Regions from separate parts of the Hordeum vulgare genome. Here region 2 is linked to region 1. The links are chromatin contacts, called in public Hi-C maps. All regions are on one chromosome and are shown on one strand. The core of a region is the stretch at or near the end of the contact, and the rest is flanking DNA. Distances in the headings are between cores, read along the strand shown.

The links. A called contact is a pair of places that touch in the nucleus more often than the background predicts.
Region 2: a Hi-C map of seedling shows a contact between it and region 1, with 5 times the contacts expected there. The contact joins the promoter of LOC123430073 here to the promoter of LOC123430044 in region 1. A contact is called at or near these places in 3 of 6 Hi-C or Micro-C datasets (leaf and seedling) and 1 of 1 datasets of contacts at active chromatin or transcription factors (embryo).

The regions. Positions count from the first base shown.
Region 1 is chr1H:250,207,215-250,211,943 of MorexV3_pseudomolecules_assembly, forward strand. It overlaps LOC123430044 (ras-related protein RABC2a-like), which reads right to left and starts at 2,015. Exons shown (of 6, transcript XM_045113972.1): 1 at 1,558-2,015. The coding sequence starts at 1,711.
Region 2 is chr1H:250,431,007-250,435,735 of MorexV3_pseudomolecules_assembly, forward strand. LOC123430073 (E3 ubiquitin-protein ligase RZFP34-like) reads right to left here and starts at 2,688. Exons shown (of 11, transcript XM_045113991.1): 1 at 2,487-2,688; 2 at 2,311-2,398; 3 at 2,092-2,151; 4 at 1,203-1,235; 5 at 1,034-1,111; 6 at 899-942; 7 at 752-792; 8 at 570-652; 9 at 391-482; 10 at 188-299; 11 at 1-95. The coding sequence starts at 2,512.

The DNA.
Region 1 (4,729 bases), core at 765-3,264:
TCGCCGGCGGCCGACAGCGCGATGGCCTCCGCGAGCTGCTGTTGGTACACCGCCTCCTCGTCGGCCTTACGCCGCGCTTCCTCCTCGCTGTCGCGGAGAACACCTGCCAGCGCCGCCTCGTAGGCGGCCTCAGCCTCCTGGTCCTCGTCGCTGCCGACAGGCGGGGGCGACAGAGGGCCTCCTGGCTGCACTTCGCGCACGCCACGACGGCGCTGCTCCTCGTTCTCCACCGTGGACCACAACTCCCAGTTGGGGGAGTCAGCCGCGTACATTGGGTCTCGCCGCTGCTCCGTCGTCAGCAGACGCCGACGGCGGCTCACCTCCTCCGCATGCACCCACGCCGACCGCGGCACGGCCGGCACTGGGATCCTCTCCGGATCCAGATGCCAGCCGTGCGGCAACGTGACATCGGGGTAAGGGAGCGGCACACGGTGCTCCCAGTGCCACCGCGCTTGGTGCGCCGGGACGCTCACACGCTGGCGAGGCCGGTGGGAAGACGGCGACGGGGAGATGGCGCGGGGGTAGAGCGGGGCCTTGCCCTTGTTTGGGAAGCCACCGGCCATGGTGCTAGGGTTTTGGTCGCCGAGGAGGTGGCGGGATGTGGACGGGCAGGGTTCTGGAAGCAGATGGCGGAACCCACCGCACGGTCGGATTAAAAAAGGCCGGTCGCAGTCGCTGACGCGTGGGTCCGAGGATGGCGGCCGTCATAAATAATGTTGACCACGGTGGTTGGGGGCGAACACCGAGAAGGCGCGCGCGTCCGCTTCGCGTCCGCGCCGACGCATTTCAGTCCCAAATTTGGGCCGGAAATGGGTCGACGCGGACGCGGAGCGGACGTGTTTTCAAAATGGATCGGCGCGTTGGGCCATCACTTTTGTCCGTGTCGACCCAAACGGACGGCGGCGGACGAAATGGGTCGCCCCATTGGAGTTGCTCTAAGTAGTGGCGGGAAGGACATAAGGGCAGTCAGGGAGTTGGGACCATTCCCATAGACTACGTGCAATGTAAAATTGTCCAAATGACTTCTCTGAAACGGTTGCTTGAGATAGAAAATAAGGTACCGCGTAGTAAAATTCTTTAGTGCGCAATCAGGTTTTGTTGCACAAAGCATGGATCGCTTTTTTCCCCTGGCATTTAAGCATTTCTTGTAAATGGGTTGATGGGGGGGACCAACCTATTAGTGGCACATAAGACCAACTACATATGGTACATAGCGATGGAGAATAAAACTCCCAGCCCTGGCCGGCCAACGCCAACAAACAACAAGAAAGTCGAGACAATTCAGCAGAATCAAAAGCAGAGAACAGCACGGACATTATTAATTGAAACTTAAAAGGAAAAGGTTTCGTTCACCGAAATGGGCGGAAGCGGTCGGTGATGCCCTTAATCCGCTACCTACTAGGCTACTACCGCTACACTATATACTCCGAAGCAATACGCCGAGCGTACACTGAACCTCGTGCTAGTCTGGTACTGGCAAGCAGAGCGAGAGAGCGATCGGAGTGGACGTGGCGTGCTGCGGCGGTGGGGTAAGTGTAGGCTAAGAAGAGGAGGTACCGATGGTGGGCGCGATGTCGTCGTCGAGGTTGGCGGCGGCGACGAAGCTGAGGAGGAGGCTGCTCTTGCCGACGCCCGAGTCCCCGATGAGGAGGATCTTGAAGGAGCACTCGTAGCCGGCGCTGGCCCCCGGCGACACCGGCGACACCCCCATCCCCCCGCGCCGTCCCAGATTCGGCGCCGGTCGAGCCGATGGTCACAGGCGGGGAGGGGCGGAGGATTAGAAGCGGAGGGGAAGGCGGCAGCCGCCAGCCAGGTTGAGGCTGGTGCTCTCTGGCTTTGACCGGGCGAGAGGAGAGGTGGGGCGCCGCGCGACGGCTGGCCTGGTTTATGGCAGGAGCCGCGGGGCCGAGAGCTTCCGTCCGGTCCAAGTGGCGCGGGAGAAGGCGGAGGCCGGCCGCGCGAGCGCGTCTGATCGATCGATCGATCCGGCTGGAAAACGAAACGATGATGCGTGCCAGTCTGCCGGGGTATGAGTCGGGTGGTGTTTGGCTTTGTCCCTGTCTGCGCGCTGCGATCGACCCGCGAGGCGCGCTTGGGTCGGTCAGGTTGGGTCGGGTCGGGGCGGGGCGGGGCGTTTTCTGGCTCGTTGCGCTGAGCGCGACGGGGTCCCGGCCCGATCGGTGCGGAGAGGTGGGGTTCGTTTCTTGACTTGGAGTGATGAATGATGACTTTTAAACAAACCGCCACGTATGAATTTTTTTAACACACAAACGTTTATATAACATGCATACACTCATATTTATAAACATACACACGCATATCTTATTCCTATGAATGCCTTCGAGAAATTAAAGCGACATATTATCTTAAAATTTAAAATTTACAAAGTCTTGACATATCATCTTAAAATTTACAAAGTTGCGACACATCGTCTTTGATGAAAACATCTCATCCGTAGCATCGGAAAATTTAAAATAAATACAAGAAGAAATATGAGCATTATGATTTAAACGCTTGGATATCACATTCTATTTAACCAGCCTCTTCAACCATCCAACTACGTGTTGAGTGTATGATTGATGGGGCGAATAATGTTGTTGCTGCTGCAGAGATGGTACGTAGTAGCATGTGTTTGTTTTTGTGTGTGTGACCGTTGATGTTGATGGAAAGACCAGACCAGGTATACGTACGCACAGACTTGTATCTTAGGCGTAGTCATGCCACACCTGGCGACGCGTGTGTCGCTTTGGCCGGCACGTAGATTTTGTCTGCGTAACTACGACATTGACGTGTCCGGCCGGCCTCTCCAGGCTCCGACCGAGATGACGTGATCGATAATGTCATGTGACTCAGCATGCGCATGTTTTTCAAACAGAATCTTTGTAGACATATGATACAGTATGATATATTCTCTTTGTTTAAAAATATTCATCGTAGGAATAAATGTATCTAAATGTATTTCAATTTAAATATATTTATACAACAAATAAGTTTAAACGAAGGGAGTACTTACCGCTCCTTCCCTTTTTAAATATAAAATTTTAAAGGTTTTTAAAATATAGATTTATTGATTTTTTTATATGTAGTCATTTAGTAAAATTCTTAAAAAGATTTATATTTGCAAACGGAATATATTTCAGTTGTTGTCTTTAGTCTTATTAAGGTGTGGTAGTTTGGAAGGTGTAGCTTTCATATAACTGTGTGCACGCAACGGCACTCACCGGGAGACTTCTTTTGCCTTGTGGCGTGTTTTTTTTACGCTGAGAATTATGTTAACTTAGAGTATCTACGACTGGATATTGCAAATATGATCTTTAAACGTTTATGGACGCTTCGATCAGTGACTGGGCGTGTCTTTTATTTATTCATATGTGTGGTCATAGTTTTTATTTTCTTCCTTGTATGTCCGGTCACTTGCACGTGATTGATGAAGAGGAAAAGAATGAATAAATAAAAGAAAAAGGTAGTTCGGAGTAGGGCCGCGTCCTATGTGGCGGACTGACCGGCCACGTTCGGATGCGTCCGCGAACTCTTATATCCTCCCCATATTTGAGATGTATATGAGGGTTCGCAGACAGTCCGGACATATAAGAACGATATGAGGGGTCCAATTTGATCACTTTTTTTCTTTTTTTTCTCGTATTCGGTCACTGACCAGGCGCGTTCGTGGACGTGTAAGGGGTCATTTGAAAGGTCCAGCTATAGATACTCTTACAAATGTTCTCATGCATCAACCGACCCCGACGAAAATGTGTGTGAGCCTCGGGATCATAAATCATAGGGAGCTCTACGTGTTGCCTATTCTCTTCTTCACTGCCCCTATATACGTGCATGGCCCGATCACCACATGTTGTTGAGACCGCAATGCCTCATGTGGACTTCAGTTTCATCTCCTAAAACTACCCATAATAAGAAGTAACATAGAGTAGTACTTTCTCTGTCTGAGTTTACATGGCATGCGCGTGATTTTAGGTTGAAAATTTAACTAGCTAAATATATATCATATGTGATGAAAAATATATGTTTAGAAACTACATCCGCTTAAGAATCTAATGGTATATTTTTTGTGACATATAACGGATGTTTAGTTAGTCAAATCAATGACCTAGAACCACACGCATGTTTTGCAAACTAAGACGGGGCGTAACATACATATGCTATCAATCCAAGTTACTACTTTCATAGTGAGTAGTAATATTGAACCTTTTATTTATTATTAGCTTATAGACTCATCTTGTCTTGATATGTGTGATGTTACTCATAGTATGAGTAACTAGCTATGTTACTCAATTTCTCTTTCTGCTCATGAATTAGCTGTCACAACATATTATTCGATAGGGTGACATCTATGTTACTACATACTCCCTCCTTTTCGGTTTATAGGGCTCGTCTAAAAAAATAGATTTTTATTATATTAGGCTTAATTTTTAGTATAAATGAGTCAAAGTATTTTGAGTCTCACATTGTATTTAATTCATAGAGATAAGAGGAAGGAATTAGTGGCTATGCATGCATCTTTCCTACATGCATCATGCAAGTCCAATGAGAGGGAGAGTGCTACATTTATTGCTTCGGAAATCAAATTTGTGAGAAATATTTCACTGGCTAGTTAAAACTAGTGCCATCCACTCACAATTCATCTTGGTTGATGGGATTTTAGATTTGAGCCCTATACACCGGAAAAGAGGGAGTATATTACTCCCATTATGGGTAGTCTAAGTCGTTGAGA
Region 2 (4,729 bases), core at 1,438-3,937, 220 kb after region 1:
CTGGTGTTGTAAGAGCTGCACCCGGGACACTTTTGCGCCAGGACGTGGAAGCGCACGCTCGACGTCGCCCCGCAGTCGTTGCAGAGGATCCATACCTGGAAGAAGAAGAAGCACATCACTGTTTGTTCAGGTTGCAGCATTGGCAAGATGGTTAAATATGGTGTGTGGTTGTCAGTTTGTTGCTTACCATCTTCTTCTGGTAGAACTCTGGCATGGGTGTGGCGGCGACCTCCTGGTCGAGCTTCTGCCACGCATCGGTCATGTCGCAGGCCGACCGCGAGCAGACCGGGCACGAGAAGCTGGCGAAAACAAACCAACCAAGCAGCTTGATCAGATCAGACCCTCTCGTCCATTACATGTGAACAAACGGTTGCCTGAAGAAATGCTTACTGGTGATGAACCCTCATCTCGTTCAGGCACTCCAAATGGATCGTGTGCCCGCAGTGCAGTACGCTGATGTCCATGGTCGAGTCAAATAGATACTGCGATTCAAAAACATGGCTGTCTTTTAAAGATCAAGAATTGCAAATTCAGGAGCGTTTAGGGCCTTGATTAGAGCAAAGCCTCACCTCGTAGCAGACAGGGCAGTTTTGATGCATTGCTCTCTCTACACAATGATGAGAGTCCTTCAAAACATTGCTGTAGCAACACCCTGTCAGTGAACAAGGACATAATTGTTGTTAGAGCAATCTTTAATGGACAGACATGCCATGAAAAGCTTCCAACACAGTAACTTTCACACCCAACGCACCGCATTTTTCGCAGTGGAAGAAATTGTCCATGCCACCAGTTCTGAAAAAGGAGAAGAATGTATCCAATATTTGACCATTCTGGAAGAGAAAAACAGTAAACGTGCCGAGGAAAAGAAGGATGGCTGTAAATTAAATTTGGCACTTGCCTGCAGATGCCGCATCCATCGCAGTGATACTGGTTCTTTGAGATCTGCAACAAAGCAACATGGCTGTCAGACATCGAATACGAGAATGCTTAACAGAGTAACTAATCCTTGGCTCAGGAATGTGAACACGCGTACATCATCGTCAAAGAAGTTGCATTTTTCACAGAAGTATTTCCCCATGCATGCCCCACAACCGGAGCAGTTCTTCTGCACCTGTTGATCCAAACGAGCAGTTTTCATGTCATGCCACTAGCACAGCCAAAAGGTGAAAATTACTGTAGAACGCTTGTCAGTAGGCACGTACATCCTGTTCTTTGTTGCAGAGAGAGCAGATGACCTGTGACACATCACAAAGTAGAGTAGCTTCAGTAAGTAGGCAATCCTACATTAGGTAGGTGAGTTCTTATGATTCCTACTGAGTACTGACTAGTGTTTTCCTTGGAGAGAAAAATAGAAGAGAGAATAAGAAGTCCACTAGTATTATTGGTCAATACAATTATATGACCAGAGAGCTAGTGGACATGGACACATGGCGGATGCAATCAGGTATGCGCCATCCATGGACCAGGTAGCTAGGAGTACATGGCTACCGGATGCAATCATGCGCTTCAATTATGCGCCAGCTCAATCATTGAAGTGCCGTTAAATCAGAAAAAATAATCTTGGTTGACAGCGAAGCATCCTTTGCCCTTTCCATTTCTTCGACTGCCTTTCCCCTTTCCCCTTTTTCTCCAAGCCGCCTTCCGTGTGGCGACGCCGACACATCGTCGCATCCGCCGCATGGACGGACGGGCCTACCTAACAATCATGTGGCGTGGATGACCACAGATGCCGGCCACTTGCGCCCATCTTGATGGCGAGAATCGGAATATAAAACAGAAATATCAAGACCCGGCGGGCCGTCATTCAAGATAAACCTTATCTGACGAAACCGGGCGAAAGAAAAAAGATGTTGGGATGGGCGACCGGGCTCCCTTGGCCACTGCATGGCAGTTGGTGGCTTGGAACTGTCCATGCGTGCATAGCCATGACCACAGGGTTGAAAGGGAGTGAGCAACTGGGATTGCAATTCTACCGCCGGTACCCAGTGGCCAGTGGAGGAGGAAGAAGAAGGTCCAAGGCGTACATCAAAGTAAGGAATGACTTGGGGTTGAATTAAGTAACAGAGGGTGCTACGGAGCACACACACGCACCTTGCTGATTTCGTGGCGGGGGATGTCGTGCCGGTCGAGGACGTCCACCTCGAGCGAATTCTGCAGCAACCAACACAGACAAGCCCAAATGTCTCAGAACTGCTCCGAATTCAGAGCACAGTCGGACCGACCCAAAAACCGCACGGCATATGGCGCTGGCGTTGGCGTTGGGGAGAAAGGAAAAGGAAAAGGAAAAGGAAAAGGGCGGTGTATGCAGACCTTAGCTTGGTTGTGGCAATGCCGGCAGCCGAAGACCTCGCCGCAGCAGGGCGCCCGTATCCTGCACCTCCTCGTGTAATGCTCGCAGCTTCACCCCGGAACTCATCGAATCAGCGGTAAACCCGAGAAAGACCGTCTCCCTCCAACTGAAAAGCTGCTTGGTTTGATTTGCTTACCCGTGCTGCTCTGCCCCCAAATCCATCTGTCCGGCCGTCTCCCGCTTTCGTGCCTCCGAGAGGCGACGCCGCTCCGCCGGAAGAGAGGAAGGAGGCGGGGGTCCGGGAGAGCCTCGCTGCCCTACGTCCGCGCCCGCGCCCGCGCCCGCGCCCGGCGGGAATTAGTAAGAAAGAATGGGGAGGCTGTGCTGTGCGTGTTGGAGGAGAAGCGCGGGACGCGGGCCGGGTATATAGGCGGACTGCCGGGTGGGGGGCTGGACCTGGACCTGGACCAGCTTCTCTGTTTTTTCTTTTCATTTCATTTCATTTCAGGAGTTCAAGTTTTATACTCCTTTCGTTTTAAAATATGCATCTTAATTTTATATTAACTTTAATACAAAAATATATTAAAATTAAGAAATTTAGTTTGAGACAGGAGTTTGTGCGCCATCTTCTTCTTTCCATGACAAGAATTCCAAGTTTAATACTCCGTACAATAATGTAAAATTTAATACTCCCTATAATAATGTAAAAAAGAAGACTCTCACCCAGAATTTTTTTTGTAAGGAATTTCCTTTTGAGATGCAGTGGACATAACCATGTCAACTCTTTTATCCTCTTTTATTTATTTGACGATATGTTCGAAGCAAACTTGTTGGGATGATGCACTAGACGTGAGCTGGAAAGGCTAATTGTACCGATGAACCCGTCAATCACCATCCGCGCCAACAAAAAATAAGGCAAGTTGCCGGCAGCAGCAATAAGATACGCGCCCACGGAGTCGGCGGACCAGATAGAGAGTAGAACGGCGCCGTGGCTGGAAGCGGATTAGGATGACGGCGGTTACACGTAGACGTAGGAGCGGATAGCGTGCGGGGTCGCCGGACCAGCTTGTGCACGTACCATTCAAGGTTACCCACAGCATGCACTGATCCTACTTGCCCACTTTCTAATTGTCTACACACAATGTTTTGTTTGCCTTCGGTGAAGGGTGGATGATGACGACGATGCGCTTTCGGCTCGCTTTGATGATAAGAATCGTTGCTATGTAGTTTACAAATCTAGATATGATTTTTATTATTCTTTTTATATTCATTGTACTATTATGATTGAAAATAAATAGATCAGAATTTTTCTCTTAAAAAAATTGATACTCACAACCTTTTATTTAAATAACCTACATTCTATATTCGTAAAAGAAGACCTACACTGTGTAAAATGCATCTGCATTTTTTGGGGTGTTTTGAGGTTGGTCATAATGAAAGTATCTTTAAAGAAGAATCTGCTGTCGTGATGGTTCAACCTCGTTTCCCTCGCCTCGTTCGATCCGTCCTCCGCGCGTGTGCCAAAGAAAGGCCTCCTCGCTCGAAAGAAAAAAAAATCACTTACCCACGTCGTCCGACCTTCTAGGCTCCCACCTTCCCCCAATTCCATCGCTCTAGATCTCATGGGGCTTTATCACCGTCGCTGACCTCCTGCTGCGGGGAGGGCGATGAGCAGGAGCGGTGCGTCTATGGCATCGATGAGTGACAACCTAGGTAACTCGATCTCCCTGTCCTTGCTCCACCTCATTTTCTCCCCTTAAGCTTTACTGCCACACACCCATGTTCTCCTCTGCCATGTCAGGGACGAACGAGTGGCAACGGACGGCAGGAGACCGACTCATGGCGCAACGGGCGGCGGGACACGGGGTGGTGGCGCAATCCCATCTTTTCCTTGTAGACTCTACTGCATCAACCCCATGTCTCCACTCCAATGGCAGGGGCAGAGAGTGGCGATGCATAGCGGGACACCGGCTGGTGGCGCAATGGCTGGTGGGAGATCTTCTGGTGGCTACCGATGGTGGGAGACAGTAAGACCGTGGGAGGAGCAGAGGAGGTCACGGATGGAAAATCTAGCAACTTGCAGTGGCATACGGGGCGCCACCATCTCTCACGCATCTGAAAGAACTATTTTGATCCCATCATATTTGACCCATATATTTGAACCAAAACAGTTCTCTCATACAGCAGCGGAGGTGTGTGAGGAGTGTCCGGCCGCTACAGGCTACATTATCAGGTTTGGTCGTCTATTTTACCTTGATCCCATTAGTTTCCGTTTGGAACATTCAGTTCTTGTTAGTGATCATGTGGGATCCCATCCCATCAGCCTTCGTATCTGGACAGAGAATTTGTTATTATGGGATTTTTCATCCGTGTGTTGTTCAATTGGCATATTAGACATATGATAAAATTGCCGAAAGGTGCTGACCACTGAATACTATC